Regions from separate parts of the Mus musculus genome. Here region 2 is linked to region 1. Evidence: chromatin contacts called from public Hi-C data. All regions are on one chromosome and are shown on one strand. The core of a region is the stretch at or near the end of the contact, and the rest is flanking DNA. Distances in the headings are between cores, read along the strand shown.

Region 1 (2,700 bases), core at 186-2,685:
GCACACACAGACTCAAGCACTGTGAAGGAGACTCCAGGACTTGTCCCTCTGTCTGGGTCCAGCTGCCCGGAGCATCCCTAATCAAAATCCAAGTGTGTCTCCATGGGAGTGGGTCTTGTTAAGGGGCCCCACCATGTGCTAAGCATGAAGATCGCAGCAGGCAGGCTGCATAAATGCATGTATGGTCATAGGTGTGTAGGCAGGAGTGAGGACAGAGCTATGCACCCGAGTACAGGGATGTGCTTATAGCATTTATGTGCATGTGCACACTAGGGCAGATTTGGTATGCATGTGCACTGGAGGTGTGCAAGGCTGTATGTAGCCCATGTAGACACGTGCAAAGAAACGTGTGTGCAGCCTGCGGCACCATGGACATCAGCAGGGTAGATAGGGTGGGCACCTGGGGAAGGCAATGTGTTCACCCCAGATTCTCCAGGTAAGGCATGTCCAACCTGCATGAAGCCCATCCTCCCTTGCCCCTACTGTGGGGGCTTTGCAACCGGATGGGAGGAGGGAATCCCACAGGGCTGCCAAGGAGGGGGTGTTTCGAGCACCAACGCCCCTCAATGGAGCCGCTCACTCTCAGGAGCTCTCCCGATCTCCGAGGAGGAGACATTGCCTTGCGTGTGTGTGTGTGTGTGTGTGTGTGTGTGTGTGTGTTCTCCTCTCTACCTGCTCCAGAGATAGCTCTGGGATCGCCCTGTCCCCCACGCCCTCTGCTGCTGCTGACACCCGTATTCATCCCTACTCCGTTTGACCCCAAAGAAACAGCTTCTGAGCAGGGTTCGCTGGGCAGACCCCATCTCGGTCCGGTGCCCACGTTTCTGCAAACCCGCTCATTAACCCATTCGCCGCCTTTGCGCTCTCAGGTGGGACCCCGCCCTTCCAGCCCTCAGTCTCCACCCGGCCCTGGTCCAACATCTGGAACCTCGTACCCTCCATCCCTGGCCCCGCCGTCGCTGTCAACTTTCCCGCAAAGCCGCAACTTTTGCGGCTGCCGCGGGCTCCGCCCTCCCAGGGCCCAGTTGCTAGCGGCCAGCGCGCGGCGTGGCACTGCGGTGGCCCTCGGGAGCGACCGGCGACCCGGCTCCATCTCTGGCAGCGTGAGCCATGCCCTGCGTCCCCCCCGCCCCGCCCCGCTGCAGCCTGTCTCCGGAGCGGCGCTGACACTCACCTCCGGAGGACGCCCTCTTCATCTTCGGGGTCGAGCGGGGCGCGTCGGGCACTGGAAGCGGCTTCGGGGCGGGCGCCCGTCTGCGCGCGGCCGGGTCCGCATCCAGGCGCCGCTGCTCCGGCCCGGTCCCGGCCCGGCCGCGGGACGAGGCTCCGGCGCTCCGCTCTACCGGGCCGGGCTGGGCTCGCGGGCTGCGGGCGCACAGGGTGAGGGCGGCGGCGCGGACTGGCGGGGCGCTCGCAGCGCGGGCCAGGAGAGGATGAATGTTTTATGGGATCATGTGGTTTGACGCGCGGAATCCGCCCGGTCTCCCCGCCGGTCCGGGCGGGGCGGGGCCGGGGCGGGGCCTGGCGCCGGGCGGGGCGCTCACCTGGGCGCGCCGCGCTGGGGCGGACCGGTGGGTACGGGGTGTAGGGCAAGCGGGCGGGCGACGGGAGGGGAGGCGAGGGTGTCCGGAGCGCGGTGCAAGTGGCAGGACGCGCTCAGCCACCCGGTGCACGGGCCACGCGCGGTCCCAGACAAAGGCGGCGCATTCCTGAAGAGGCGGCGGCCCCTGCAGGCGGCCGCGGGCACCGCGTCCCGGAACCGGCCGTGGGCGCGGGCTCGAGGGCGTGGCGGCACAGGCTGAGTCCCGAAGGGAGTCCTGGGCATCGGACAGATGCAGCAGGCCTTTGCATGGCCCGCCTCCGCTTGCCCCTTAAAGCCCTTTGCTCGAAACTGTCCTAGGCGACTGGGTAAGAAAACTGAGAGGCAAGGTGTAATAGCGCAGTAGTGCTCTCTCCAGCTTTGTAGTTCCCTGTCCCAGGAAGGACACTCAGGCTTTGTCTGCACCTGCCTCTGCACAAGCTCCTATCATTTCCCCTTTGCAATGGAGATTACAAAGTCCGAAGAATCCTCTGGACCCACCCTCCACCAAGCCAGATCAATATAAGGCCAATGTTCCTAATGGCAACCCCCCCCCCCAACATGTCCCATCTCCCATTCCTGCTTGGGTGCTCTATCTGGAGTTCTTAGGTGCATTCTGGGGTGGGGTGGTGGTAGAGGTGCTTCGGCTGGCTGCCAGGTCGTTGTCTGTATCTGTCCTGCACATTATCTAGCCAGAGAGCTGGATAGGGCCCATGGTCCGCCTGTCTCAGTAGAGAAAGAGAACACCCAGTATGGCATAAGCTTCAGGGGTGGAGAGCGCTGAAGAGCCTGCAATGGAATGGCTTTCTGGCCATATATGGAAGCTACACTGCTCGGTCCTGCCCTGGCTGTGTCCCCAACCACACCTCTGTGTGCTTTGTCCCAGTTGTCCTTGTTCATTTGACTTGGATTTTTCAGGTCACTGAAATGTGTGAGATGAGGTTAAGGCAGGGCAGGCACTCACGGCCACTTCTTCATTGGATACTGGTCACCAAGTGCCACCAGATTGACCCCTATGTGACTCAGTAAGTTCTCATTTCCACTCCCCACCACATGGGAGGCTGGCCACCCAGTGACAGATGAATAACCCAAAGCCAACTTCAAAGAGCCAGCAGAAGGCC
Region 2 (2,700 bases), core at 117-2,616, 68 kb before region 1:
AGCTTGTCTGTCAGGACTCAACTCTAAGAAGGTGGCCCTGCTATGTTCTAACTGTTGGGATCAGTGACTTAGCCTCCCACTCATATGTTGTGACTGTGATCCCAGGGATGCTGATGGTAACCAGCTCAAAGATGCTGCAGAGTTGCAGAGAGGGAGAGGTGATGTGCCCAGTATGCTGAGGGGCCCTGGCTCGCTTCTGTCAGTCTTCTGCCAGCTCTGGGGTGTCACAAGGAAGACACAAGTACAAAGGGAGTGCTGGGGCTGCCAGCTGCGGGGACTATACCACCAGAGCCCCAATACCTTCCTATGGGTACAGAGGCAGATGAGGCCCTGCTAAAAGTGGGGAGGTAGTCCACAGTAGGGCATTGCCAGGAACAGCCTTTGATAAAAGTTCTGCACTTGCTCGGACCTTATTGGAGGTGCTGGAGTCCCCAAGAGGCACAGGGGAAGAGGGGACTCTGAGCAAAAGACCAAGAAGCCTCCATCTTCCTTGCTGCACTCCAGCCACAGCAGGAACAGGGCCCAGCACCTGCTCTGCAGACCCAGGTCTCCTCTCCATCAGTTCACATCCTCAGGTATTATCTTGCTACCCAGCAGTACCTGCTCTACCATCTATACCTGCCCCAGCTGCCCCTGCCCATCTCACCTCCCCAGCTGCCCTACCTGCCCCAGCTGCCCCTGCCCATCTCACCTCCCCAGCTGCCCTACCTGCCCCAGCTGCCCCTGCCCATCTCACCTCCCCAGCTGCCCCAGCTGCCCCTGCCCATCTTACCTCCCCACCTGCTCCAGCTGCCCCAGCTGCCCCTGCCCATCTCACCCCCCCCCCTTGATTTGCCCCAGCTGATGATATCACCGGGCACAATATGACTGTTAATTACTGAACTGGATGGCACTCTCCACGTGGGCTGGAGTAAACGTGAATTCCTCCCAGGCTTATGTCCTCCTGGGGTCATGTACTGGCAGGGGTCATATTCCTGGGACATGTGTACTAGGACCCAAGTGAGTCTCCTGCACAGTGTCCTCCTCACAGGCAGACTCCATTTAGCAGCAGAGCCTCCTACATTTTGTATTGAAATATTTTAACAGGAGAAAAAAGTCTTGTTTTCATTTCCTCAGTCACATGCTAATTGGCCCGCGCTGCTATGAGCAATTACCACAATCTAGGACTGGCTTCAGTCTATTCTAACTTCCTTGAAAGTCAAGGAGCTGTGACACCCGTGAGTCATTCACACTTCATCTTCCAGTCACTGTCTTTGCTTCCCCACCCTGAATGCCAACCTGCTGGTGGGTGAGGCCCTCCAGGGAACTGTGGAGCTGTGGGCGGGGCTTGGCCTCACCCACGTTTTCTTTCAATAGACTTGCCTGGGCCCATGGAGCTGGCTGTTGTCTGCTCTCCCAGTCCCAGCTGGCTGTCCAGGCTGGGCCCAGCAATGTGGTAGGAAATGCTCCCTAAAGCCCATGCTGGGACTCTTGGGGTAGCCGTGGCTTTGATTTTTAGACCGTGCAGACACCTGGGGAGAAGCAGGCTATACAGTCCAACGAGAGTTGCTGGGTGCTGAGGCCCACCCAGGGCTACGGTGGACACCTGTTATGAGAGAGGGAAGGGTGGAGCCTTGCGGGGTTTTGGCCAGAAAAGACTGGAGCTGGCTGGCTGGCAAAGATCAGCTCATTCTCCCCAGGGCAGCCCCAGGACTCCCGTCCACAGCTCTTGCACCCACGCCCAGTCCAGGCCTCATCCTGCCATGCCTGGGTAGCCACACTGGCATTTGGTATCTGGGGAGCTGCTGACAGTGCGTGTTCTGCCTGCTGACAAAGCACTGCTAGCCTATTTGGAAATGTCAGGCTGGCGGGTGGCAAGCCCAGCCAGTACCCGACTCCTGACCATGATGCTGGATGAGCTGCAGCCCCAGCAATGGAGCCAGGCAAGTGCTGAGAGGCACTACTGAGGGTTTGAGCTCTGGGTGGGCTACAGGCTGTGGGAAAGCAGCCCTGGGCTGACCCCGCCTCTGATGGATGAGGGCTCCGAGACACAGCTGCGGTGGACTGGTTGATGTGGAAGAGCAATGGTACACTGGGGACCCTACGGTATCCGAGGGAGGTTTATTGGCATCAGCTGATTTCCCAGGGGTCCTTGCTGGCAGTGGCCACTGTATTCCGAAGAACTGTGTGGGAGGGGAAGGTGTGAAGTGAGCACTGTCTCTGGCCTGCCTGAGCCTGAGCAGAGCTGTGTGACGGGCACATGGTAAACCAGGAAAGCTGGTGGATCTTCAGTGCTGGAAGCTGGCCCAGAAGGATGGGAGACAAACTCTCAGGCTGAGGGGCGCAGCTTTTGTGCTTTCTGGTCCCTTGTGCAAGGGCTGGCCTTTGCAGCCATGTTTTGGCTCTCCTGTCCTGTCTACTGGACACAGGGCTCTGTGACCCTCCATGGCAGTTACTTCCCTGGGTCCGGCAATACAGATACTTTGGGCCCCGATTCCTATGAGGACTGCCACACTGCTGTGCCTAGGCCGTGCCTTGACTTTGTGTGTAAGGACAGACACCTCCCAACTGGGGAATTTCAGTTGGATCTCCTTATAGCACCAGTTCAGGAACAAGGGGTTTCTAGTTGCCACCCCACAGTCTTTCCCACCTCTGTTCCTGTTGGGTCGGGCTCTCTGGAGACAGTCACCACACAGGACTGGACAAACACGTGGGGCAGGA

The links. Hi-C and Micro-C count contacts between places; a contact is called where the count stands out from the background.
Region 2: a contact with region 1 is called in a Hi-C map of bone marrow-derived macrophages, with 65 read pairs. The contact joins the enhancer-like site here to the promoter of Rtn4r in region 1. A contact is called at or near these places in 11 of 39 promoter capture datasets (the HPC-7 cell line, cranial neural crest, embryonic stem cells and 8 more), 1 of 15 datasets of contacts at CTCF or cohesin (the NIH/3T3 cell line), 57 of 484 Hi-C or Micro-C datasets (3T3-L1-derived adipocytes, the AML12 cell line, the CH12 cell line and 40 more), 25 of 115 datasets of contacts at active chromatin or transcription factors (the 230-238 cell line, the HPC-7 cell line, VIP interneurons and 17 more) and 3 of 9 other capture datasets (adipose tissue, macrophages and pancreatic islet).

Annotation. Positions count from the first base shown.
Region 1 is chr16:18,126,377-18,129,076 of GRCm38.p6, reverse strand. It overlaps Rtn4r (reticulon 4 receptor), which reads right to left and starts at 1,435. Exons shown (of 2, transcript NM_022982.3): 1 at 1,175-1,435. The coding sequence starts at 1,196. Gm52241 reads left to right here. Exons shown (of 2, transcript XM_030249377.1): 1 at 1-436; 2 at 870-1,463. The coding sequence starts at 413. The coding sequence ends at 1,463.
Region 2 is chr16:18,193,832-18,196,531 of GRCm38.p6, reverse strand. No RefSeq gene overlaps it. Among named protein-coding and RNA genes, the nearest start is that of 4933432I09Rik, 19 kb to the left of the region's middle. Within about 2 kb of position 1,366, at least 123 of the 459 cell types and tissues checked have an H3K27ac peak or open chromatin away from gene starts, as enhancers often do. A contact at or near this core is called in the 230-238 cell line, the HPC-7 cell line, VIP interneurons and 11 more, where this site is marked.